Linked DNA regions of Zea mays: all the other regions are linked to region 1. A link is a contact called in public Hi-C data. All regions are on one chromosome and are shown on one strand. Each heading gives the region's core, a stretch centred on a gene start, on an enhancer-like site or on the middle of the called end of the contact. The rest is flanking DNA. Distances are from core to core; before and after follow the strand shown.

Region 1 (4,535 bases), core at 836-3,335:
CCCTCTGCTGAGCGGCCAAAACGTACGAATCTTGCCCTAGAGCCTGTGAGAGATCTCTTTCCTGCACCTAGAGCTACCTAGTTCATGTGAGTTCCAAGGGTAGATGTGGTCGGGTTAGAGAGATATGGGGGTGGGAAGTCGGCTATGTCAGATATGTCCAAACCGAGACAAAAATGGTGCCAAGTCGTGTCAAACGTCTTAGGGTAGGTGTCAACTTTTTCTAGGGCATTCTAGGGTTAATTTGGCGCCGCTTTGTCAATTGGGGCGAAGTGTTTTGAAGTTTGAATGAGGGTGAACATGTGTGATCTTTGGCCAAAGGTTAGTTTTGGACTTAGGCATTTTGTGATTTTTCTTTTGTGCTCAAACCTTTGGTGAAATTTTTGGGGCTTTTCTGAAATCTTTTTGGGGTTACTTTCTTACTATTATTTGTAGGTTATTAAGTGTACTACAACTTTTATACTTGGCCCAAGCCATGATCATAAGGCTTTCATGCCCCTTTGGTCATACCTTCATCTAGGGTTCCCATTGTCCAAAGGGGTTTGCTTAAGGGTTTTGGGCAATTCTCCCCTTTTAGATATGCATGAAAAGTTAGGGTATGATATCCAAGATAGGTTGCACTTGCTTATGACCTTGAATTATAAGTTTGATGTACTTTGCTCAAACTAAACCACATGTGATAGTAGGTTTAAATGGTGTAGCCTTGGGTGGACACCCTAAGTAACACCTGAGGTGTTACAGCTGCGGCGGAGCTTGCCGAACACAGCGATGCATGTGGCCACGTAGTACTGCTTCCATAGGTCAAACGGGCAGTCGCTAAGCTTCTTCTCGTCGTTGATGAGCGATGCCAACGCGAGCGCCTGCTGCCAGTGGTGTTTGTTCGGGGTTTCCAAGTAAGAAACATAGATTCATCTTTAGCGTTGGTTTATAAAAATGACTCACAAGTCAAATCCATGGAAAAATATTACGGAGAATAAATGTCACACATATAAAAAAGAATTTAAGTTGAAAACACTATTCAAACAAAAAGAAATTGCATGCAAGGCTCTTTTTTAAATACTACTCCCTCCATCCAAAAATATAATTCAGGAATCTCGTTGATAATTATCTACTACTACACATTGTGCAAAATGTAGCAGGTAGGCTTTGGGAGAGATGTAGTAGATATTTTTACGATAACAGATATTGACATAAACACACATGTGGTGTAGTGGTAGCTACAAGCACATTGCTTGAGAGGTCGCAGGTTCGAATCCCATTGGGGCCACATTTGTGTTTTTTAATTTAATTTTAGCTAGGCGTGGGATGCACGTGGGATTGAGATTTGCGGGGAGGGGGAAATGAGAAAGATAGTGGCAACCAGGAATGAGAATGAGCTTTGCGGGGAGGGGGGAATGGGAATGGCGAGATTCTCGACCAATACAATTCGACATACTGCTAATCGCTGTCTGATATCTTTGTGCCTGTAGATGTAGTCAATTGGAATCAAGAAAATATCCTCACGCCCCGTTTACATTTAGATCATTGAAATTGAATTACATTCTAATAATAATAATTTAGATATATATCAACTAAACTAATTCAATTTTATGTAAATATATCAATATACTATTATTAGTAAGGTGTCGAAAATATTTAAGGAGTGAGTCGAACATTGTCTTATAAGTCATAGAGTAGAAACCAATTTTAATAATACATAAATTATTTTTCATTCTCTACTCCATGAATTTAAGATAAGTTTATATCAGAAATTTGGAAAGTGGTGAAATGTCAAATTTCAAGCTAAATAAGTTATTTTATTAAGTGAATTCCAATTTCTCTAAAAATGAAGGAATCTAAACGCCATCACATTCCTTTGTTACATTACCCAGCAAAGTCATGCTTCGTCTTGTTCTTGTTATTAATTGTTGTCCATATCTCTGCCTCTGCACAATGTCGGGCTCTGAAAGAGTACGAGAAGAGGAAAAAAAATAAAAGAAAACGAAACAATGACGGGCTTTGAACGAGAAATGGGCTGTCGAGTCTTCCCTTCGGCGAGTGGTAGACTCGCGCAGTTACAGTTTGAGCCTGGCCCAGAAAGTTCTTTAAAGAGGCCGCGCGCACAATGTCGGGCTGAACTCCAGCTGCTATCGGACGAGTAGATTGGGCCGTGATCATACTTGCCTATTGCAAACGAGAAGTCCTTTCTACCTCCGGACTATGACGTGATGTGATTTTTCTTCTCCAATTTTAGAACCGAACATCTTACCTTCTCAAGTCTCCAAACTATTTAAATTATCCCTCTACCCCGATGGTTTTCTAGGCAGTTTTATCCTTGTTTTTAGTTTCAAAAAGTACTGTAAATGCTCGATAAGGTTTCAAACCATGAAAAAGGTGTCTAACATTCTAGGATTTTTTTAAAAAAAAACTAGAGATATATTGGGACACAGAAAATCGAAATAAAATATTTAAAGCTTATAAAAATATCTCTACCATCTTCTAATATATATCCTATTTTATGAAAACAATATCTCAAAACAATCTAATTAGTCTCCAAATGTGTTTAAAAGGATTTCTGCAACCAAAAATAATACGAGATACATCATAAATTTAATGTTGAATGCATTCACGTTATGCATCGATGTCGGCCGGATCTCGTAATTGTGTTTTAAAAAGTTTTAAAATATGTTTAGACATATTATTAGAGTGTTTTATAGTTTTCTTGTATTCTTTCATATTTTCTTAGTTCTAATTTGTTAAGCTTTTAGACATGCTTTCATGAGATCATAATTTATTTTGATTTGTCCTATCCTAATGTTTTAGATATTACTTTTAGGAAAATACATATACAGAAAAAATCATATTTGAATTTAGTCGATGGACGAATTTTGTTCGACTCTGCTAGTCAATGATCAAAGAGATGCAATTTTGAAGTGTGAAAAGCAAAATCAAACTCCAGCGGTAGTTCAATATAGACATCTTGCAGTCTTCCTCGAGATCACAAGTGTAGGGGTGTATTCGGATCGAATAAGGACGGATATCAATGAAATCACATTTGTTTATATATTTTTATTCAAATTCAAATTCGAATACAGATAGCTTCGAATACGAATACAAATACGAATTTTCTCGAATACAAATACAGATAGTCGTGGGTCGAATACCGAAATAGTCGGACACGGATAGCGTCGATAACGAATATTTTTGTTTGATATCGTGTTAGACACCATTCCACAGAAAATTATTATTATTATTATTATTTCTATAGAAAATTATCAAAATGCAATTAAATTCATAAAATATTCCACTGTCAACCAAAAATTGCAAATATGTTACTAGGACCAATAAACATTATATAAGAACATAACCTCAAGTCCCCATATGAAAATGATAAAGTGAAGTATTGATTATGTTGAAACTTAGATATTTAGGGCGATTCCACATGTAACTATCTGAATATCCGAAATTTGAAATCTGGTAAGATATCTGGATATCCGAAATCTGAAATCCGGACAGGTATCCGAGAAAGATATCCGGATATCCGAAATCCGATGGATACCAGTCATCTCATATCTGTATCTGATATCCGAACTGTATTATCCGAATCTGAATCCGAAATCCGAAAATTCTATGGATATCCGAAAAACTATCCAGCCAGATAATTAGCCTCTTAGGATGGTCGGATGCTTGGATAATATCCGTACCGTTTACACCCCTACACAAGTGTTATCCGGACCTTTAGGCCAGTTCCAATAGCGATCGAAACCGCTCGCACATGTGGCTAAATGACCAGTGGGTATCGGTCACCGAAGTGCCAGCGCCAGTTGGCATGTGAGCACTCTTGACGTCGGCGTCGATCGGTTTGTTGGGGTGATACCAACCATGTGGTGGCCACGACTAGTTGGTATCACCACCACATTGTTGCCACGACCGGTAGCACAGTCGGCTGCCACGTGTCACTCTCTGATCATTCGTTCACATTTTAAATTTAAAAATATAATAAACATAAAAAACTTGAGGCTGGTCTATAAATAGAGGAGAACTTCTTGGGATAATTCACACAATCCTAACTTCCATTTGCATACCACGTCCTCATTCTTCTCTCACAGTCACTTCGTTTGATTCAATTGTTGTCTCGATGTCTTCGTGGGGCTCCGACATTGACATAACCGAAGAGGAGTTGTTTGATTTGATGCAACAACCGGAGGAGCTTGATGTTGATTCTTCCATGTCAAATAGGTGACCGAGGCGACATCGGAGGTATATCGACCGGAACCATGAAGTTGCTCATGACTGGTTGATGCAGGACTACTTCAACGACCAATGTGTCTACCCATTGCTCTACTTTTATCAAAGGTACCACGTATGGAGAAGCCTCTTCCTTCACATCATCGAGAGACTAGGTCAGCACTCCCCTACTTTACTCTTTGAATCGATGTGGTCAACCGCAATAGATTCTCCCCTTGCCAGAAGTGCACATCTACCCTCCATATGCTTGCATATGGTAGCATTGCTTTATTTCATCGACGAGTACATAAAATAGGGAAAAGCTCTGCCTT
Region 2 (4,535 bases), core at 1,463-3,962, 230 kb after region 1:
GAATGTGGGACCAGTTGGACTTGATGAAGGGTCCCTGTACCCCAACATGCTGCACCCTTCTCTGTGCTTCCTTCTTCTGCTTCGTGTTAGCCGGCTTTGAACTTGAATCGCCTATTATTGGGAGCACCAGCTTCATAACCGAAGGTGCCGCAGCTTGGTTATTGAACGAAGCCATCGTCTCAATAGTGGAAGTGAGTTCACCAGAGGTGGGCGCTAATATTGGGGACTTGTTCTCAAATGCTATGCGTTAAGAACAAGGCAACACAAAATGTTAATGGTTAAAGGCCTTCGTCCTTCAAAGCATTATCTCCCTTAGGATATAATGATCTTTAGATGAAGGTCATGCACTACACGACGGTTCACTTACAGCGACCTACGGTTGGTTGCTAAAACGGCCTTCAGCGACCTACGGTTGGTCGCTAAAAACTTTTAGTGACCCATAAGGATGGTCGCTGTAAGTGCCGTCGCTAAAGGCTTTAGCGACCGACATCTTTTTAGCGACCGACCGTCCATTGCTAATATTATATATTTAGCGACCAACCGTGGGTTGCTGTACTATAGATTTAGCAACCAACCGTAAGTCGTCATACTATACATTTAGCAACCAACAGAAAGTCACCCTTTTTACAGTTGTTATTAATAATATACATTTAATTAAGCACCACAAATCACAGATTTTTATACACAAATAATAAAGACATACACAATTAATCAGTATACCACAGTCATAGATCCATCACATAAACACAAAAGCACCACAATTATATATTCACAAAAGCATCACAATTATAATATCATTCACAACTAGATCATTTACAGATAGCTAGCTAGATCATTTACAAAAGCTCTAGAGATGATCAGTCACAAAAGCATCCAACATTGCTTGAATCTCAAGTAAAGCAATTCTAGATCTATCTTGTATAATTAAATCCGCTTCAATCAGATGGTTGCACTTTCAAAAGTTGCAATGGCATCCTATTGCCAGTAAGGTAACTGAATTAGGAGTAACACAACACTTGCAGAATCTTGAGACTCTTCTTCAAATCGAGAGTGATAGTAGGCACGGGGCATGTCGAACCTGAGAAATGCAGCAACAAAGCGCACATAAGGCCACAATCAAGCAATAAAACAAGAGCAAATGAGCAACAAAGTGCTCAAGAAAAAGCAAATGCAAAGCTGACATCTGCTGATAGCGGAGAAGCGACTAAACTCATAAGTCTCACTCGTCCACAGGGTCTAGCTTTTATTTTGTTAAATACCAACTTATCCCATGCTGGTGATGGATTTTCCCCTAATAGCACAAAGTACAGAAGTGACATTTTATTACGCATACACGCGACGATGAAAACTGGATTTAAAGACGACATCAAAGTGAAAAATTAGACTGATTCAGTTTTTTCCCAATTAACAGCAATAAAGTAACCCAGAGTACTATTTAAAGTTTTGAAACACAAGGTACGACTCTATGCTATATAATGAAGTCCTCAAGAAACTACAAAACCTTCACATTTGCTAGTACCAGACTCGAGCCCTTTACAGTGGCCACCAATCTTAGATGAATTTTATTTGCATAGCAAAACCCTAATGGTTGGCTGCACAAATCTTAGATGAATTTTATTCGAAAAAATGGGTCAAAGTTTCTCTGAAATAAAGAAGGAAAGTAAACTTAGCTACCTAGGGGATATTACCATTTATTTTAGTAATTTCTGCAAGTGTCCAATTATTAATGTATGATTGATTGGTTGTATCAATGCTATCTACTTCACTATGGATGGAGAATAAATTTTAGCTTTATCTATCAGTATGACCAAATATATTACAAACATACAAGAAATACAGGTAACGGAAATATAGATGACACTAAAAGCATATGTAATCTAATCTGACTAAAATATTATAAGTTTTTAAATGACTGTTAGTAGATGTACATGCACCTGAATAGCCCCAAAAGTTTAGATTTCTAGGGTCATACAGTTTAAGAAGCCATGAAAAAAAAATTATACACATTACACAAACAATATAAGATACTGGTAGTGCTTGATGCATATCAACTATGGTCTGATTGTCCACTCTTGAAAGGAAAGACCAAGACTCAGAAAGTGATTTTGCTATGCTTCTAAGGATCTCTATGATTCTAACTAATAGATTGTGACTAACAAAAAGATCACATAGTAGCCTTAGAAAAACAACATGTTAGGTAGAATATTCAGGAGACCATGTGCAGCTGAAAAGGAGGAATCCTTGCAGAAGTCAGCTAAGCTTTGGGCGGGGGCTGCACTAGCCACCGACCTTGAAGTCCTCAAGCTGCTGGACAGTGGTGGCACTACTGGCTCCTTCTCTCGCACGAGGAGCAGCACCAACAAGCCAAATGCGTCTTCTGTGTAACCAGCAAGGCTGACGAAGAGGCAGGAAGCGCATGGAGCTTCAGCAGCGTCTAAGGCAGGAAGCGTCAAATGCGCATGGAACTTAGCGCATGGGCTGCTAAGTGGTTGGAATTTGAACATGACCATCCATCGAAAGATTCAGTTACAGGGGTACCGGTGCTGCCCAAGGTTCAGACCTGTATTGGTATTTCTAGCTTGCAGTTGGAGTCTTTAATCAAGCAAGAGGCTGTCGAATATATATTGGAATTACATATAATTGATGACCATATTGAGGTTGCAGTTCCTAAAAGTATCAAACTATTGTTAGAAAAATATTAGCATCTATTTGACAAGCCACAAGGTCTTCCACCTCAGCATAAAGTTGATCGTGCTATATCTCTATTGGTGGGAGCACAACCAGGATAAGACCATATAGGTATACACCCCCAATAAAAAGGACGAAATTGATAAGCAGGTTCAGGAAATGTTGGACTAAGGTATTGTTGGTCTCTTGGTCTCAAATGCTCATCTTGTTATCTATAGATAGACTGTAACTGATCAGGTAACGATCATGTGAACTATGCCCGATGGCCCCTAGTCACCATCTGCTCCTTGCAGTAAACAGACGTAGGGATGTGAACAAACATACCTTCGACCATCAGCACCCTCTTGTAGAACGGCACAGCCGTGTAAACCACGCCCTCGAGAACCATCTGCACCCTGAGCGAAGAACATGAAGATTGTTGCGCTTTGGTTTTGAAGCTTAATAAATAAAAAATGATATACGGCCAGTTGCGGAATTACTGGCCCGTCCCACTTCCTACGAACCGTCGGTTCATAACTTTTAGCGACCAACCGTCGGTTCATAACTTTTAGCGACCAACCGTCGGTTCATAACTTTTAGCGACCAACCGTCGGTCCCAAATAAGGGTCGCTAAAGATCAATCGTCGTGTAGTGATGAAGGACGTACCTTCATCATCTCGATGTATAATAATGGAAATAGAAACATATGAAACATGAGAAACATTATGAACAATCATATGTCATCCTTTATATTTCTTTTTTATCATATCATGAATGAATATATTGAATTACATTTATACCTTCGGCTTGAGGTGAAAATCCAAGCGGGATGCGCGAGTGAATACAAGTCAGCGTGAACAGTACGGTGGTACTGTTCACTTATTTATAGGCACGGGACGCAGCCCGGTCAAAATTACATTTATGTCCTTGATGACTAGTTACAATCATGATACAAACTATCATGGACTGATCGGTCTTTTTCTCTTTAAGTCGGTGCAGCCCTTCGTCTCAAGGCATGTCACTAAGCCGAAGCTCCCTGGATCGTAGCTTCGGCGTGTACCTTCGCTCTATGTTTTCTTATATGCCGATCTTTCGAAGTGTTTCTGCTTAGAGAACCTTCGGCGACGAAGTAGGCCCCCAACAAGAACAAGTCCCCAACATTGACACCCACCTCCGGTGAACTCACTTCCACTGTTGAGACGATGGCTTCATTCAGTAACCAAGCTGTAGCACTTTTGGTCACGAAGCTGGTGCTCCCAATCACGTGTGGTTCAAGTTCAGAGCCAGTCAACAAGAAGCAGAAGAAGGAAGCGCAGAGAAGAGTGCAGCATGTTGGGGTGCAAGGACCCTTCGTTAGATCCAAGTGGTCCCACATCCCAATCACCTTCTCCCAGGAGGATCTTCATCTCAAAGACTATCCTCACAACGATGCTATGGTTATATTTTGTGTCATCAAGGGATTTCTGGTCCACAATGTTCTGGTTGACACAGGCAGTGCAGCGAACATTATATTTGCAAAGGCTTTCAGACTGATGCAAGAACTAGAGGACAAGATTCATGATGCTACACACTCTCTTTGTGGCTTCGGAGGAAGACAGATTGTGGCACTTGGCAAAATCACAATGTCAGTTACCTTCGGTTACGTCCACAACACAAGGTCTGAGCAGGTTATCTTTGACATTGTTGACATGGATTACCCATTCAATGCAATCATTGGTCGAGGGATGCTTAATGCCTTCGAAGCCATACTTCATCCAGCGTACTTATGCATGAAGATACCTTCGGAACAAGGGCTCATTGCTGTCCATGGAAGTTAAGAAGCTGCCAGAAGGGCTAAAGGGAGTTGGACAGATTCAAAGGCTATCCAT
Region 3 (4,535 bases), core at 583-3,082, 170 kb after region 1:
AGTACGACGTCACGCAGATCCCCGCTAGATCGCCTGCTGTCCCGCTCTCGGTCCCGCCCATTTCTTTAAACCCAACTCGCCCTGCCCACCAAAAAAACGGAGCGTAAAATCTGCCTGGCGCCGCGTGGAGATAAATAAAAACACAGCCGCAGACCATTGCGCACGGTGCGGCGGCGGGCGGCGTTGGGTCGTCAGAGGCAGAGAGAGCACTCACCCATCGCGTTGGCTGCGTCAGGGGCAGGGGGTTTAATAATGCCCAGACCGTTAGGAATTCCTCTGAAAAGGCCAGCCGGAATGAACATCGCGGCGGCCAATCATCACGCGTTCACGATGTGTATAGTCGCCCACCATTCTCGTATCTGCATATCAAATGTTTCGTTCGTCGAGAGGGTCTCGAGTGGTTTGCGCTACACAAAAAAAACATCTATATCTGTCTTATAAGTCCTGTTTGGAACCTCTCTAAAGCTAATAACTAGCCACTAACTAATGTTGATCTAATTGTTAGCTACAACACATGGCTAACAATCATTTCATTAGCTGGCTTAGGGGTATTTAAATTGCACTAAAATTAATAATTAGATGGCTAAAAATTATTAGTGGAATTAATTAGCTAACAAATAACTATCTAACTATTAACTAATTTACTGAGGCTCTATTTCAATCTCACGCGATAAACTTTAGTCATATGAATTGAAGTGCTAAAGTTTAGTTCCTTAGGGTGTTGGACTACTCTAATAAAGTTTAGCACATTGAGATAAAAGACACCCATGCCCCTAATGCGGAGAGAGAGAATGAGGTTGGAGGGTAGGGTGGAAAATGGGGTTCTCTGACCCACGTTTAGCTCCTTTTAGCATCTCTTTGGCAGCTTTTTTTGATGAAGGGGAAGAGCCCCCTATTTCATTAAGAAATAGGATAAGAGTCATTACAAACCGAAACAATGAGTAACAACTCATCAACAAAAGAGCACCTAGTGAAACTAATCCCTACATACTATCATACTAGATAAGCAAGGATCATATTCCACTAACATCAATCCAGAAGAAACCACAGTTTTTAAGCAAGCTTATTTACAACGGCTAAAGATAAACGAGTAGCTACGAAGATAACACGACAGATAGATCTAGATCACTAAAAGGACATTCCAGCACTAGAGCATCTCTTTGGCAGCTTATGAGATAAAATGTGCTAAATTTTATCATACCACCGTTAGCTCTCTTGTTTAGATAATATGTGCTAATTTTTATCTCATGAGATTGAAACAGGGCCTAAAAATAACTAATATTTGAATTATTTGCTAGGTTGTTTGGATGTCTCAACTAATTTTAACGACTAACTACTAATTCTAGTGTCTTCAAACATCTCTTAATCTAACTAATATTTTTTTAGCTGCTAACTATTAATTCTAGGCAGGTTCTAAACCAGGCCATGCATAATATCAGACTGTCGCCACGGGAGCTACAGTTGACGTCACCCACGAGGAAATACGAGACTTACTACTACGACGGTGTATATAATAAAGTACTTATACGCGTAGTTCTACTGACAGACGAGAGAGGCTGAGAGCAGGAGAGAGAATGAGTATATTTTTTATATTTATATAAATGGGGTGTTTTGGGAGCGTGCAGTGCAGGATCGTTGGCGGCGTGGCAGGCCTTCCGCCGCTGTCGCTTTCTCCCCGGCCTCTTCATCACTCACCTCAGTACCTCACCACACAAAATTAAAGCAAGCTCCCCTCACTTGAGCTCCTACTACCTTCCTTTCCGCTCCATCCTTCCCCTCCCTCTCCTCTCCTCTCCTCTCCTCTCTACTCCCCCTCACTCGCAGACACGCCAAAATTCTAGGGAACCCCCACTACGCCTGCACGCGCCCACTAGCTAGCCACCTTAGATCGGTCGATACAGCTAGCTATACCCGCTAGCTGCACCTCTCGCTGCCGCCGCCCGGCCGGGCCGCGCGAGACCGCTCAAAATTCGCGCGCACCGCCACGCGGCGCGGACATGCTGCGGGCGGCGGGGAGCAGCTAGCAGGTAGCCGAGCACGGCAGGGCGACCCGGCGCGCGATCCGCCGCTGCCCGCGTGGGCGGCCGCCTATGGATCTGGCCGCATGGCGGGCTTCCCTCTAGGCGGAGGAGGCCACGGCCGCGGCGACCACCACCACCCTCACGTGAACCCTTCCTCCGGCTCCGGCTCCGACTCCGCGGCCGCCGCCTACCTCTACACGGCCGCCGCCGCGCCGCGCGGCGGCTTCCAGCTATGGCCGCCTCACCCGGCGCAGGAGCACCACCACCACTTCTACGCCCCCAACATAATCCGCTTCGCCGATGACCCCGCCGCGGGCTCCTCGCGCGGCGGCAGGGGCTCCGCCAGCGGCGCCGGCGCGGGCACCATCAGCTGCCAGGACTGCGGCAACCAGGCCAAGAAGGACTGCGTCCACATGCGCTGCCGCACCTGCTGCAAGAGCCGGGGCTTCGACTGCCCCACCCATGTCAAGTCCACCTGGGTGCCCGCCGCCAAGCGCCGGGAGCGCCAGCAGCAGCAGGCCACCGGCGCCGCCGAGCCCTCCAAGCGCCACCGTGACGCCGCTACCGGTGCCCAGCCCTCCTCTACCACCGCCACAACCACTTCCTCGGGTGCGTATTTTATAGAGAAGCTATAAACTGCACTTGCACGTCTTCAGTAGCAATGGGCAAGCAATTCGTCGTCTTTTAGCTAACTAGCAGCAGCTTGCTAATCGATGGACACCACGTGCTTGATTGATCAGGTGAGCAGCAGCAGATGGCGGTGGTGGCGGAGCGGTTCCCGCGGGAAGTGAGCTCGGAGGCGCTGTTCCGCTGCGTCCGCCTGGGCCCGGTCGACGAGCCCGACGCCGAGGTGGCGTACCAGACCAGCGTCAGCATCGCCGGCCACGTCTTCAAGGGCATCCTGCACGACGTCGGCCCGGAGCCGTCGACGGTCGCTGCGGGCGGCGGCTTCCGCCACGCCACCGAGGGGTCCTCCCCTAGCACGGCCGCGGCGGGCGAAGGCAGCGTCGTGGGGCCCGTCTCGTCATCGGCTGTGGTCATGGACCCGTACCCGACGCCCGGCCCGTACGGCGCCGCTCATTTCTTCCACGGCCATCCGAGGTGATGATCAAACGGCCACCATGATTGACACGGCTAGCTAGCCTAGCTGATGGGTTTCGTTCTCTTTGGACATGCCATGCATCTTTCCATCCACTGCTTCAATATTTGCTTTACTGGAGGGATTATCGATCGTCACCAAATTGTTACTAGTAGTTTTTATTTGTCTCCGTCCTCCATCCCTCTTCTCTCTTACATTCTCAATGATCGATGCATAAACTGATGAGCACCATTCATCACTGTTTCTTTCGGATCAGTTCTTACTGTCGCAGTAGCTAGCCCATCAGGTTGTTGCTAGAAGTAAATATAAAGCTTGGAGTAGCTAGCTAGGAAACTGTGTTCATCATGATTCAAAGTTTAAAACCTGACAGTTAGGTAATCTTGATTGATGCTCTTGTCATTGCTTCTTCATCCTTTCATCTTTGTTCAATGGTCGTGATGATGCTGTCCCCCTGGTGGTGTCAGGAAGATATATAGAATGTTGGGGCTTAAGAAGGCTTCTTCGCATATTTGCTCAAGTATATACAGTACTACTGCCCTCTTCCTTCTACTACTCCTGTGTGTGTGTCACACCTTTGCAGCTTTGCTTTAGCTTTTCTCTTCAAAAGCTGAACCCTAGTTTCCTAGCTAGTGGCAACTGCTAGATGATTCTTAGTTGGAAAATTTGGTAGTATGAATGATAGGAGTACCTGTGTATGTCATGGTCGGTAGAGAGAGGGGGAGTGAGAGGAGAGTGGAGAGAGGAGAGATAAATGATTTCTTCCAGTCATCATATGCTCAAGGAAGAAGGCAGGTGGAGTCAGATATCTATGTCTCGAGAAGAATCAAATGACGAGACGCTTGGGGAGAAAAAAAAGAATAATGCTAGTCACTATGCGCTTGTACCAGTTCTGATTAGAGCGTTACCGATGTTTCCTAGTTTGGTATTTGGAAACAGCTTCTCCACTGTGGGACTGGGATCCCAACCTATATTCCGATCCATCATATTTCATCACATCTCCAATCCAATTGCCATTGCCAGTGTCATTTCAACCAGTTACATTTTCTATACGCAGTTGCACTTGTTGAAGTTCTGTCAGCACATAACTAATTAATTTAGTACATAATGTAATTGTAATAATATTATCATGGCCCAAAAAGCCATGCTGGTCATTCTCTCTTTTTCCTGAAATCATGGGAGATTCAAATATCTGGGAACGTCGTTCTCCCTTTTCCACATTTTTTTTCCTGTTTTTTTAGGATTAGTGGAGTTAACTGAAAAAAAATCAAAGTCAAACATTGTTTTGATACACCACTAAAAAGATTGCAAACATTGTTCTCGATACACACCACCACTAAACATTGTGATATTATTTTTACCTTGCAATGTTTTGAAAACATTACATTTTGCCTTCAGTTTCCTAAAAAACATATTCT

Evidence for each region. A called contact is a pair of places that touch in the nucleus more often than the background predicts.
Region 2: a contact with region 1 is called in a Hi-C map of an unstated tissue, with 3 times the contacts expected there. The contact joins the promoter of LOC109945631 here to the enhancer-like site in region 1. A contact is called at or near these places in 2 of 25 Hi-C or Micro-C datasets (leaf and an unstated tissue).
Region 3: a Hi-C map of leaf shows a contact between it and region 1, with 6 times the contacts expected there. The contact joins the promoter of LOC100284538 here to the enhancer-like site in region 1. A contact is called at or near these places in 12 of 25 Hi-C or Micro-C datasets (bundle sheath, ear, endosperm and 4 more) and 1 of 3 datasets of contacts at active chromatin or transcription factors (leaf).

What each region holds. Positions count from the first base shown.
Region 1 is chr4:223,165,416-223,169,950 of Zm-B73-REFERENCE-NAM-5.0, reverse strand. No RefSeq gene overlaps it. Among protein-coding and RNA genes, the nearest start is that of LOC541758, 37 kb to the left of the region's middle. Within about 2 kb of position 2,085, at least 17 of the 20 cell types and tissues checked have an H3K27ac peak or open chromatin away from gene starts, as enhancers often do. A contact at or near this core is called in bundle sheath, ear, endosperm and 2 more, where this site is marked.
Region 2 is chr4:222,932,533-222,937,067 of Zm-B73-REFERENCE-NAM-5.0, reverse strand. LOC109945631 reads right to left here and starts at 2,712. Exons shown (of 2, transcript XM_020551945.2): 1 at 2,216-2,712; 2 at 822-1,078. The coding sequence starts at 2,510. The coding sequence ends at 999.
Region 3 is chr4:222,999,900-223,004,434 of Zm-B73-REFERENCE-NAM-5.0, reverse strand. LOC100284538 (SHI) reads left to right here and starts at 1,832. Exons shown (of 2, transcript NM_001370656.1): 1 at 1,832-2,630; 2 at 2,762-3,498. The coding sequence starts at 2,105. The coding sequence ends at 3,126.